Linked DNA regions of Zea mays: region 1 is linked to region 2. Evidence: chromatin contacts called from public Hi-C data. All regions are on one chromosome and are shown on one strand. Each heading gives the region's core, a stretch centred on a gene start, on an enhancer-like site or on the middle of the called end of the contact. The rest is flanking DNA. Distances are from core to core; before and after follow the strand shown. Region 1 holds the start of LOC100501686 (Amino acid permease 6). Region 2 holds the start of LOC100283143 (amino acid permease 1).

What was found. A called contact is a pair of places that touch in the nucleus more often than the background predicts.
Region 1: a Hi-C map of leaf shows a contact between it and region 2, with 2.5 times the contacts expected there. The contact joins the enhancer-like site here to the promoter of LOC100283143 in region 2. A contact is called at or near these places in 3 of 25 Hi-C or Micro-C datasets (ear and leaf).

What each region holds. Positions count from the first base shown.
Region 1 is chr9:79,406,406-79,412,620 of Zm-B73-REFERENCE-NAM-5.0, forward strand. LOC100501686 (Amino acid permease 6) reads right to left here and starts at 5,968. Exons shown (of 6, transcript NM_001362815.1): 1 at 5,742-5,968. The coding sequence starts at 5,871. Within about 2 kb of position 2,031, at least 9 of the 20 cell types and tissues checked have an H3K27ac peak or open chromatin away from gene starts, as enhancers often do. A contact at or near this core is called in leaf, where this site is marked.
Region 2 is chr9:79,149,589-79,155,481 of Zm-B73-REFERENCE-NAM-5.0, forward strand. It overlaps LOC100283143 (amino acid permease 1), which reads right to left and starts at 2,522. Exons shown (of 3, transcript NM_001156045.2): 1 at 2,236-2,522. The coding sequence starts at 2,341.

The sequences.
Region 1 (6,215 bases), core at 781-3,280, 260 kb after region 2:
AAGGGTGGCCTAGTGCATGGACTACAACCAATTGAGCACATCGTCTAGGTCTGTGAGAGTTGCTTGGCCAAGAAGCAGCGACAATGTTTGTCCCCTATGGCCAGCAAGTACCATGTGGCTCTTCTACTTGACCTAGTGCATGCATATTGTGTGTTTTGATCACCTCAAAGACACATGAGTGAAGTTGTTCCTCCTTGTCGTCGATGAAAAGAGTCGCTTCTTGTGGCCCATGTTGCTGGCATCAAAGGACTAGGTTGTGACAGTTATCATCCAACTCCAGGCACGAGCCAAGGCAGAGGCAGGCCGAAGATGGGTATGCTCCGCACTGATTGCTATGGCGAGTTCATGATGCACACATTAAACAACTAATGTGCCAAGGACATCATCCAACGTCACCTCAATGTGCCGTACATGCCCCAGAAAAATGGTGTGGCGGAGTGGCGCAACCAGACAGTGCTTGGCAACGCTATAAGAATGCTGACCCCTGAAGGCTAAGGGGATGTCAGGTTGTTTGTCAGGAGAGGTGATCGCCACAGTCGTCTTCTTATTCAACTGATCACCAATGAGGAGTGTTAAAGAAAATATGTCATATGAAGCCTGGTATGATATAAAGCCTCCAGTTCACTTCGTTCATACTTTTGCGTGCATGGCACATGTGAAGGTGACCGAAAAGCACCATTAGAAGTTGGATGACCGGAGTACAACAATGGTGTTCATCGGGTATGAGCCAGGGTCCAAGGTGTACAAAGTTCTACAATCCCAACATAGGATGTGTGATCATCTCATGTGACATGGTGTTTGAAGAAGGAAAGGCATGGGACTAGAGCAGTGTCGACGGGTCTGGTGCAACAGGAGCAGAACTATTCCATGTTGAATTTTTTATAGTGACGATCCAGGGCATGGACATCATTGGACCAGAACAGGAAGACACATAAAACATAACATATGTGTTAGGTCCAAGCAACACAATACTACGTCGGGCTCACTAGGGCGCATGAGTGGCATAGCATCAGTGCCAGGCTCATCAAGGACACCAACATTAGGCGGAACATTTGCACCAGTGCTTGGTACACCTCCAATAGTGGCTATTACACCTTCATCACCAATGGAGGTGGAGTTTGTATCACCACCTGACACTACTTCATACCTTGATGTCGACCACGACGGTGAGATGCCTCTCTGATTCAGAATGTTGGACAATGTGCTTGGGTTGGTGGAAATTTGTGGCTTAGCATAACAGAGTTCGTGGTGGATGAGGACTTGCTCCTTACCATAGATAATGATGAATCAGCCACATTCGAGGAGGCTTGAGGCGATGCCCGCTAGCATAAGGCTATGATATAGGAGATAACATCCATTGAGGAGAACAAGACGTGGCCTCTCGTCGACCTTCCTCCACGCCATTGCCCAATTTGGCCTGAAGTGGCTGGCAAATGAAGGCGCGATGAGAAGGGCATCGCCACCAGGCACAAAGCCTAGATTGTTGCCAAGAGGTAAATACAATAGTCGGGATAGACTACAACGAGGTGATTGCTCCAATCCCATGGATAGAATCTATGAAGTTGTTGCCAAGAGGTAAATACAATAGTCGGGAATGAGAAATGCAAAAAATATTGCCCATTAGATTTGAATGAGTAAAAAAGAGGGGTTATCCAATGGTCTGAACCGTTGATTTTGATGGTGTTAAGTCTTGGTGTAATTTGTTTGGTAAATTTAGTGGATGTTATGGATGTGGGTGATTTGTTTAGGTGGGTTTTACAAAGCTAAAACCGATGGATTATATAGTGGGAACACTCAGATCTGTATGACTAAAAAAATATAATAATTAGTGATATTTGCCTCGGATCCTTTTGCGCCCTTGTGGTCACACTCTGACCTCTCGATTACATTTATGCCTTATAAAATTTAAAGGTTACAGGTGGAGAATCAACAAGCTATAGTTTGACCTGCTAATCGAGTGGCACATGCTATTGACCCATGTCCCTATCTTACATGATTGGTCACCGAAGTGACAGGGACGAAGTGTCCAAACTAATCATTGGACCTCGGAGATAAATATCTCCCTCCCACTGTCCTCGAGCCGCACAATTCAGCGACGCAAAGGTCGCTCGCTTTCCCCTTGGTCAACAAAAGCCCCCCGATTTGCGTTTGGTCCGATGTGCTAAAATCTCCGACCGCTGCTGTCCTCGCTCGGAGAACGGAGATTGCCAACGCACAAAAGGCTATCCTATCTCGTCCATTAGCATATATATACTAGCATGTGCTCCCACTGTCTAAAATATATATTCGTCTCACTTTCTAATAAAAATAATTATTTTTAAGTTTGATTAATAATATCAGTTATTATAAAAAATATTCCATAATTAATTTAATAACATTTGTTTATTATCATAAACATTAATATCCTTTATCTAGATATGATAAAAATTAGATAATTGACTTCATCAAAAGGGGGAAAACACCATTTTAGAACGTCGAGCATATAATGGCTCATAATTTAATGGTCCAGAACAAGAGACAACAACAAACATAGATTAATGTTAGTTGTCTTTTAGCCGTAAAGGTGAGTCGTACGTGAAGCACTTCACAATCTAAAGACCACAAAAAAATAGTCTAGCAGGTGAACTCATGCTATCTTGATGAAAAGGGAATAACAAGTGGATATACAGTAAAATTGACTCCCCGACCCCGATGAGCAATCTATGTTAGATAGTCTATGCATCTTTAGAAAATGGGCAATACACGTTAACCAAACCAGAGTGAAAAAAAACAGGGTATTTCGTGCATATAATTGTGTAAAACAATTTTACAAGTGAAGTTTAAAATAAAATATGAGATAGAAGACGTGATATGAGACATGAAGACAGCCTAAAAAAGAAAATAGATCTATAACAAAAGATTTTATAGGGCTGTACGCCAAAAAGTCAGAGAAGGCCGGCCTACGGCACATATATGTCACATAGATCTAGAACAAAAGATTTTATAGGGCTGTACGCCAAAAAATCTTGCATTGGTATGCTCGTCGCCAGCCGCAGTCGACAGACTCTTGTCAGGACGATATCTCCTTATTGGATATATATAGCGGCTTCCGTCAAAAAAAAAGATAGTGCGGCCATATACACAGCCTCATTGTCAAAGTACATATTGTGCGGTCAATGAACTCTTTTATTTTGAAAATGAAGCATAGAAAGTACAAATGGGTGAAAAGCAAAAGAGAGAGAAACCCAGAAAAGTTTCAGGGATCAGGAAGATCAGCGCCGAAATGGAATTTCCAGTCAAGAAATGCAGGCTGATTGCCACAATGCCACGCATATATATACACTACTATATACTAGTCATAGTCGAAGTGGGGATTGCGTGTCAAAAAGCATTGTAACTTTTTCCCTACACGTGAAGAAGGAACCTATATAAAGTGAGAAAATAAACAACAGAAAGTCGCATGCGTGTAGTTCCATATTCACATTAGAGCTTGTCATGTAGTCTTTGGACAACAACAATAGAGCTTGCACACGTTGACTCAACTATACACCTCTCTCCTCTATCCACATGGCTATAGGGCGGGCTCTTATCAATTATAGCTACATGTGTAGCTAGCTAACTGATTCAATTATGCAAGCATCTCCAACAGAGAGTGATCTATTGTTAAATACAGGGCTTAACTTATAAAAAGCAGCTACAGCAGTATTCTATATTTTACAATTTTTTATTAAAAAAATATAGAGCAAACTATAAAATGAACCAAATATATAACACCCCAGATTATTACCATATCCTTGTTCTCTATATCACCCTCAACCTTTTTTACTAACAATGTAATTTATTTACTAAAATACATGGTTTAGGGTTTAAATGTTGAAGCTTAATTTATTTTTAGTGCCCTAGTTACTTTAAATGATGTAGTATTTTAATTTCTGAAGTACTATTTTGAGGCACTTTATGGAATGGAAATATTCTAGAATGTTAAGTTTTTTTCAAAGGTACTGTATGTTTCTCCAAGGCTAGATATATTACTATTATGGTGTATAAGATGTCAGCATTGACTCCCAGCTCCCCCTATATGCACATTACAAAGGCGACCGCGCGTTGTATCTGCAGGACCCCAGCCCGGCCTGCGCCGCCCGTGGCATTTGACCTGGGTCTACGCTGGACCAGCACGCCCCGACCCATACATAACCCATATCCCATGCCCGCCACAGGCCACAGCCAAAGGCGCGTCGTCTGCGTCTTCCTCCTCGACTCAGGCTCAGGGTCAGGGCCGTCCGTGTGGGGGTGCCAAGGGTGCGGCCGCACCGGGCCCCCAAAAATAAAGGGGCCCCTAGCCACTGTACGGTAGCATTTTTTCTATTAAATTTATCTATTATAGACACAAATACGTAAAGAGCGATACATTATCGAGTTATCGACTAGTCTCGTTTATATTCTTAAACTGTCTCAATTACTTATCGAATACTCCGTCCGTTTCAAAATAATATTTGTTTTAGTTCTTGATTTTTATGTTTATATTGATGATGATGAATCCACTAAAGAAGCAAAACAAATTCTATTTTGATATAGGAAGAGTATTATAAACTGTATATATGATAGTTGCTTTGGCAGAGAGAAGCTTTTTAAAATTGAAATGTTTTTGTGAACCATTTTTGATCAACAATAACTCAAGAGATGTTAAATGGCTTGCTGATTCTATATATCGAAAAAAAGTTGTTGGATGAGATTGATCTCAATGATATAAGAGATGACTTTGTATCACAAAATGTTAAAAGATATTTTTAATAATATCAGATAACAAATGTTTTTTGCTATATTTTACATTTATTATCTTGTAAACTTTAAAATAGTGCATAATATATATATATATATATATATATATTTGTGTGTGGATGGGTCTCGATATCGGATTTCGCACTGGGCCCCTGAAAAGTCAGGAACGGCCCTGCTCAGGGTGCACAACAAGACAAATACGAGCTAATCAGGCAACGATGCCACAGCTGCCGTCGTCCCCCTCTGGCTTCTGGCTGGGTCCTGCGCACGTCATGATTCCGCGAACGGCGTACGCCACATTCCTTTGCCACGCCTGCTGATTCTACTCCCGTCGATGCCACCGAAGTTTTGAGCCACTTTCTTATCATTATGGCTGATGTGATTACAAGGCAGATGATATATACTACACCGCCCATGGTAAATTTGGTCGTAGCTGAGGTCAATATGTTTTTTTCCTAACTTCGGGATGTACAAACCAATTAAATGAGATATCTTTTAAGTGGTCTCTAAAAAGTTATGTAAAAAACGGGTTCTTTTATAAATAATCCGTCTCTACAGGACTATCTCTGTATATTGTGTCCTTTTTTTACTATACTTATGATTTGATTTAGGAGATTAAAGTTGTATCATGCAATTTCTTAGTTTCGGAAAATCGAGCTGAAGTCTCTAGATTTTGTATATGCTCTAACGGTGTTCTACGAAATGGTTTGTATAGTTTGATACCAGCCTAAATCCGTCCATGCAAATCCATATATTGCGAGAACATCAAGTATTCCAGACCAAACAAGAAGAACTGCGCTCAGGCTCTATTATCGGTCACTTCGAATCAGAAGCCGAAAAGCTTCGATGTGACCAAGCCCCGTATGGACGTCGGACTGCCCCACAATAATATTTTTCCCAGCGAAGGCAGCAGAACAAAGGAGGGCCGAAGAGAAGAGACGGCCGGCGGCGGGGCTAGAGATCCGTTGTTCGATCATACGTACCCGTGCGCTTCTTCTTGCCGTCGTCGTCGAGCGTCTCGCCGCCGGCGCCGTTCCGCGGCTGAGGGTAGAATCCCGCTCCGTCGGCGCCGGTCCCGTGGCGCGCCGCCATCTCCACGTCCTGCTGCGTCATCTCCGCGGACGCCTGAGACGGCCGGGCCGTGCGCTGGGGCGGTTGGGGGATTTTGGTTCCTATTGACTCGAAGAAGAAAGCCCGCTCGAGTAGGGCGGCCGGCGCGCGGAGGGCCAGAGGGGCCGCGGCAGATTTTTATAGACGCGGGAGTAGTGTGGCAACGCGATTAGGAGCGTGCAATGCAACGCAGCACAGGGCTGCCATGGGCACACGGCACACCGGACACAACGCGGCACAGTCGAGTAGTTCGAGCCAGATTTGAACGTGGAAAAGAAAGCTGTCAATAAAACACGTGCAACCTGGCCCGCGGCCTGGATTTGGAAGCACAATCACGGGTCTCAGCT
Region 2 (5,893 bases), core at 1,272-3,771:
GCAGCTCTTCTGCATCATATCCATCGTTCTTTTCACTGCTTCTTGCCACACCGTACCAGCCTTCTCTGCTAGCTGTCTAGCTTCTATACAGCAGCAAGCCTACTTCAATCACGAGATAAACAAACTCTGGAAGCCGTGCCAGTGTCATGGTCCTTGAGGCTACTCCTATAGTCCTATGTGTGGTAGCTAGGGCCCATGTTTGATTATATATATACTTTCACTTGTTTTAAAATTATAAATTATTCTAACCTCTTAGAGAGTCAAAGGATGATTTATAATTTAAGGCTGAGAAAATAGTTGCTAAGCTCAATCTTAGTAGGGTTTGTTGAGCATCAGTAAATCAAGTAAATATAATTTCAAAACATATTTCATGAACGATAATTTAGTGAAACAAAACTCTTTTGTTGATGTTGGTGTATTCTTTTAATAAACTTGACCAAAGCTTAACATGGGAAAAACACAATACTCCTACATTGGAGACAACATTATCGAAGCAGTAGAAGGCTTAAAGTACTCCTGACAGCACAGGGTACAAGGCTAGAGGGAAAAAAAAAGACAAGATTACCGGAGAGCAAGTCTAATAATATAGCTGATTGCTGGTTATTGCAAGGGTCTTTGCAGCCAACTTCTTAGCCGACTGGTATAATAGTTAGCTCTTCGTTATTAATGTTTGGCCTCACTTGTCTCTCTCACAAGTTTTCTTGGTTCTCATGTTTCAAAACCAGCTATAAGTTAGTAAGACGTTTCTCCTCTCTCCTATAACTCAGCATTTAGCCTTCTTAACTTATAGCCTGTTATTATACTTGCTTGATCTAAAAGGAGCACATTGGATTGTTTTCTTGAGGAGAAAGATTTTGCTTATTGCAATCTAATTAACTGATGTAACAAGGATATGCGTGGCAAATTTGGCAGTGTGATGATAACTATGCGTGGAAAGGAATTAAATCCTCACAAAAAACGACAATACTAATTAATTCTTCCCGTCCAAGAATATAAATATGAATTTGGAATGGGTGCAAGTGGAATTGTGGAAACGAAAACAGTAAACGACAGCGTGCTACCATTCCATTCACTTGTATTTTTGGTAGCTTAGTTGCTTTAAATTACATCACCAGGGCACATGTTGTGCTGGCTCTTTTTATCATGCACGCAGGGGGGCGCCAGTGACGCGCTGGCGCCTGGCGGCACGCGTTTATCTGTTATTATTTCCCTTTCATACGTTAACAAAAGAATCTCGGTGCATGAATATTCTACAAATTATAGGGCCTGTTTGTTTAGAATTATAATCTAGATATTATATAACTATAATCTAACTTATTTGAACTATAAGTACAAGTTAAAAATAAATTAGATTATATAATCTGGTGGCCAGATTACAATTCGAAAAAAATAGTGTTCAATTTTTTTTTTTTTGAACCAGGCCCTCTACAACAGGCCGAGATGCCAAGAAATACATTTTATGTCCAATTTTTTTTAATAAATGCACGCTCTGATTGGAGTCTCTAGAACGAAGGACAGTGACACAGTGTTCATAAATGTGAGTGTATTCCATCTTTTGTCACTTTATAAATAGAGGAAAACGTATACCTGTTAGCTTCGCAGATTCTACCATAGGACAGCTCTAAAAAAAGCTAGAGTTTTTAAAGCATTTTCTAGGGGCCCTCGTAACTCTCTCTCTATATTTTTTTTCCTGAAGCGTTTATATATAAACCTTTATCTATTTAGCTAAAAAAACATAGAGCGGACGACTGTCAAGCAAACAAACCCATTACGTATGGTAGAAAGTGATTTAGAAATCCAAGCTGTAATACTCTAGCTATGCATGCCACAGCGACCCAGCATACATGCAGCCACCTCATGCATGCACACGGCTAGAGTGTAATAATTAGAGGAGAATCTTCTAGTTGTGCAGATCATCAACAAGCTAAGGGACAGTAAATGCTGGGTTAACAGTAGGTAGGTGCATGCTCATCGAGATTGTCTATAGATGGTAGGGAGTAGGAACGAGCGGCACCGGATTTTAATTCTCTCGTCGTCGGCTAAATATTTGGTTTCGCCTTCAAATATCTGGAGCGAGGCCAGGGCGAATCACGGAACGACGAGACGGCCGCCGCGCGCAGTCCATCCCAACGTACGAAACAATGAACAAGAAGCGATAGCAAGCAGGAAAAAAAATCATTGCATGCATGCTATTTTCAGATCTGCGGCGAGGGATCGATCGATGCTTCTACGTACCTGTCCTCCTTTCCTTGCCGTCGTCATCGTGATCGCCGCGGAAGCGAGGAAGGGTGGCCAGGCGGTCCTCCAACTCCATGGCTCCGCCGCGCATCGCACCTACCATGAATCGCTCTCTCTGTTCGTCTCTCTCTCGATCTGCACGTCTCTCTGAGGCCGCTCTGTGGCTACTTCTCGCTCGCTGGCTTCGCTCCACACACCGGTGCGTGACGATGGCAGGTGCAGCAGCAAAAGAGTCCGCCGAGCGCGGGGTGCGGTGGTGGGTCTCGAGACTTGAGAGGGAATAGGGACCGGGGAGCCAATCGATGGCGCTATATATAGACGGAAAATGAGAAGGTTGTTGTTATTCTGTTGGACGAGGAGACCAAATTTCCAACAGATATTCCGATTTTAACCTCAATTAGAATCTAGATCAAATACGTGTTGTATTTGTGTACTTAATATCGGGTCTCGTTACCGTGAATATCGGTTTAACTGTTCAACAGATCTATACGTAAATCTCCCAGACTCTGTGCACGATTTTTTCATGTTTCTCTTATTTATTATAGAAAATCGAGAATTTCTTGGTGGTCAATAATTTTCGATAGCTCACGTCAGGCCATCAAAAAATAAATCTGTTATTTTCGTGATCTAAACCCAAATTTAAGGATAATTGATATGCATCTTATATTTATGTCAGGATCAAGTTTTATACATATAATGATTTAGTGTAAAAAAAATCAATGATACAATTTTTTTATTACATAACGAAATGTCTTTACATAAAATAACTAAATAAACTAAACTAAATAAACTAAACTAAACGAAGATGACTTTTCTACATACACAGTTGACTGGAAGACGATAACCTAGAACTCGTCATAATAATCCTCATCCAGTGGTACTTGTTTCTGATTTGAGCAATAATTAAATCAAGGGTGAGTACACTCATCTTTTAATTAAGTATATCAAAATTTACTTCCATATATTAATCATGTGACAGGCTCGATCCACTCTTAACCGTGAGCATAACTGATATATCAGGTTTACACTCTGCAGATGTCGCACATCTATAGGAAACAATGACGTCTAAGAGGGGATGAAGTAGGACTTCTAAAAACATTTTTCTAAACTAGACCACAATTAAATCCCTAGAACAAAACCTATGCAATTAATCAATCTAGAATATGCAAACTAGGTTTTGTCTAAGTGTTGCTATCTCTACCGCAAAGCCTAAGTTTCAATCCTAAATAATCTAACTAGAAAGGAGAGATTGAAACATAAATACTTAATATAAATGCAAAAGGTAAAGAGCAAGAGTAGAGATGCAAACTCTCGTGGATGACGCTGATATTTTTACCGAGGTATCCGGAAACACGCAAGGTCCCGACTAATCCTCGTTGGTGCCCTTACGCAAAAAGGGTAGCCCACGTGAGGGCCAAGCACCTTGGTCGAGTAACTTCGTAGAGAGTCGCATGCCTTCTCCACGCGCAAGTGGTGCTCCGCTTCCGGCTCCTCTTGGATGCTCCCTGCCATCTCCACTATCGAGCTTCCGGCCGAAACGCTGCGGGCCTCGTTCCCTTTGGTATATGGTGGCGGTCGTGACACAAACTCAGTTGTCACGGTCTCGCAAGACTCTCGCCCCACTCGGTACAATTACAACGGCTCGCGCAAAATACGAAGGGTTGTCTGTTTTTTCTAAACTCACTCAACTAACTAGGATTCACCTAGAGCAAGTGCATAAGCGGTCTAACTAACCTAAGCACTTTGCAAAGCACCTACGCTAATCACCGAGTGATTCTATTAAGCACTTGGGTGTTTGAGCACTTGAAAATGTTTACAAGATGTATTGGTATGTTGCTTGGGCTCCCATACCTTCAAATGGTCGGTTGGTGGGATATTTATAACCTCCCCCACAATTATAGCTATTGGACAGAAAGTTGACTCCTCTGTCGTCGGGTGCATCGGACAGTCTGGTGCACACCAGATATGACCCGTGCCCTGGCCACGCTAGCCGACCGTTGAGGTCTGTAGCAGGCGACCGTTGGATCCGACCGTTGGCCAGACTGTCCGGTGCATACTAGATAGTCCGGTGCTACAGCGCCCGAGAGTCCTTGGTTGCGGGCTCTCTGCTCAGACTGTTGGGTTGCACACCGCATAGTCCGGTGCACACCGGACAGGTATTGCTCACTGTCCGGTGCGCCACAAGAGCGCTGGCTGACTGTCCACTTCATGGATCTCTTCACTGTTTCTTTTGGGGTTCTTTTTTCTTGAGTCTTGGACTTCTATGTGTCTTTTAGGTCTTCGTTTGAGGTGTTGCACCCTCAGTGCGTTAGTCCAATCCTCTTCGCATCCTATGAACTATAAACATAAACACTAGCAAACACATTAGTCCACAAGGTTATGTTGATCATCAAACACCAAAATCACTTAGCCAAATGGCTCATGGTCCATTTTCCTTACAACATCTTTAGCCACAAGTCATGATACTCATTTGCCAAAGGCCAAAGGGTCATGAATCTCATTCATCTCTTTCAAGGAGCTGAGGCAGGGTTCACTACGAGGCCTTTACAAAGTTCTACTAGTATGAGAAAACTCGCTACAGATCAAGATGAGGTTGTGGGAGATAGATATCCCTAGGGATGGATCCGGATATTTATTCGGATGTCAAATTTTTTGTCTTCTTTCTTTGATTGTGAATAAATAATATATAACATTTGATATGTAAATTTATATTCTTATTGTTAACATTGAGGCTATTAATCTTCACAAAAATAAACATTAAATTCGTTCTATATCTTTTTAAATAATTGATATAAAATTCGGATGTCTATCTGAATACAGATTTGGATGTTTTCATCTTTTTTGTTGTAGGGAGAAAATATTGTACATGAAAAAAATATTAATAACATTGTCAAAAATTAGCTTTAAATTCTATGTATATCTATGTTAAAATATTAGATTTGATGTTTTAGGAACATTCCTAGATATCCCCAAGGTCCCTACAATCAAGATTTAGTCTATGAGCCATTAAAGGGCCTCCATGGCCAGAGGGAGACAATATTCAGTTGAATAAGACAACCCACATGCGCTATTCAGTTGAACATGGCCAGAGGGAGACGCGAGAATTCAAGCATGTGGATCTAAAGTATCGCAACCAACCCTCATGCATGCAGAGGATAAGATAAACACAGTGAAGGATCACACGCGACCATGTGGGTCGAGACAATTCCGTAGTTGTAGGCTTGAAGGTGGTAGCGAGCTCAAGTGTGTAACTCTAATCGCATCGTGTATATAAGGCATGATAGGGACCCCTAAAAGGCGATTGGATCTTCTATTAGACACATCTAGAACACTGAACTCATCTCCTCTGTAACCTCAAACTCCAGCAACACACAAGACGTATGGTATTATGCTCCTTAGCGGCCTGAACCTGTATACATCTTTGTGTCATGTCGTGCTTTGCATGAACCATCGAGCTACAATCAACATCGCCGACCACCAAAAGTACTCTACGGTATACCCCATAGTGTGTTGTCAGTGCTAGACACTATCAGCTGGCGCACCAGGTAGGGGGTGCAACATCGACTATGGATAGCTCCATGGCTGTCACCTTCACCACCATCGTCAACTTCGCTCTGGGTGAGATGTTCCATTTTGGATCAATCTCGTGCATCGC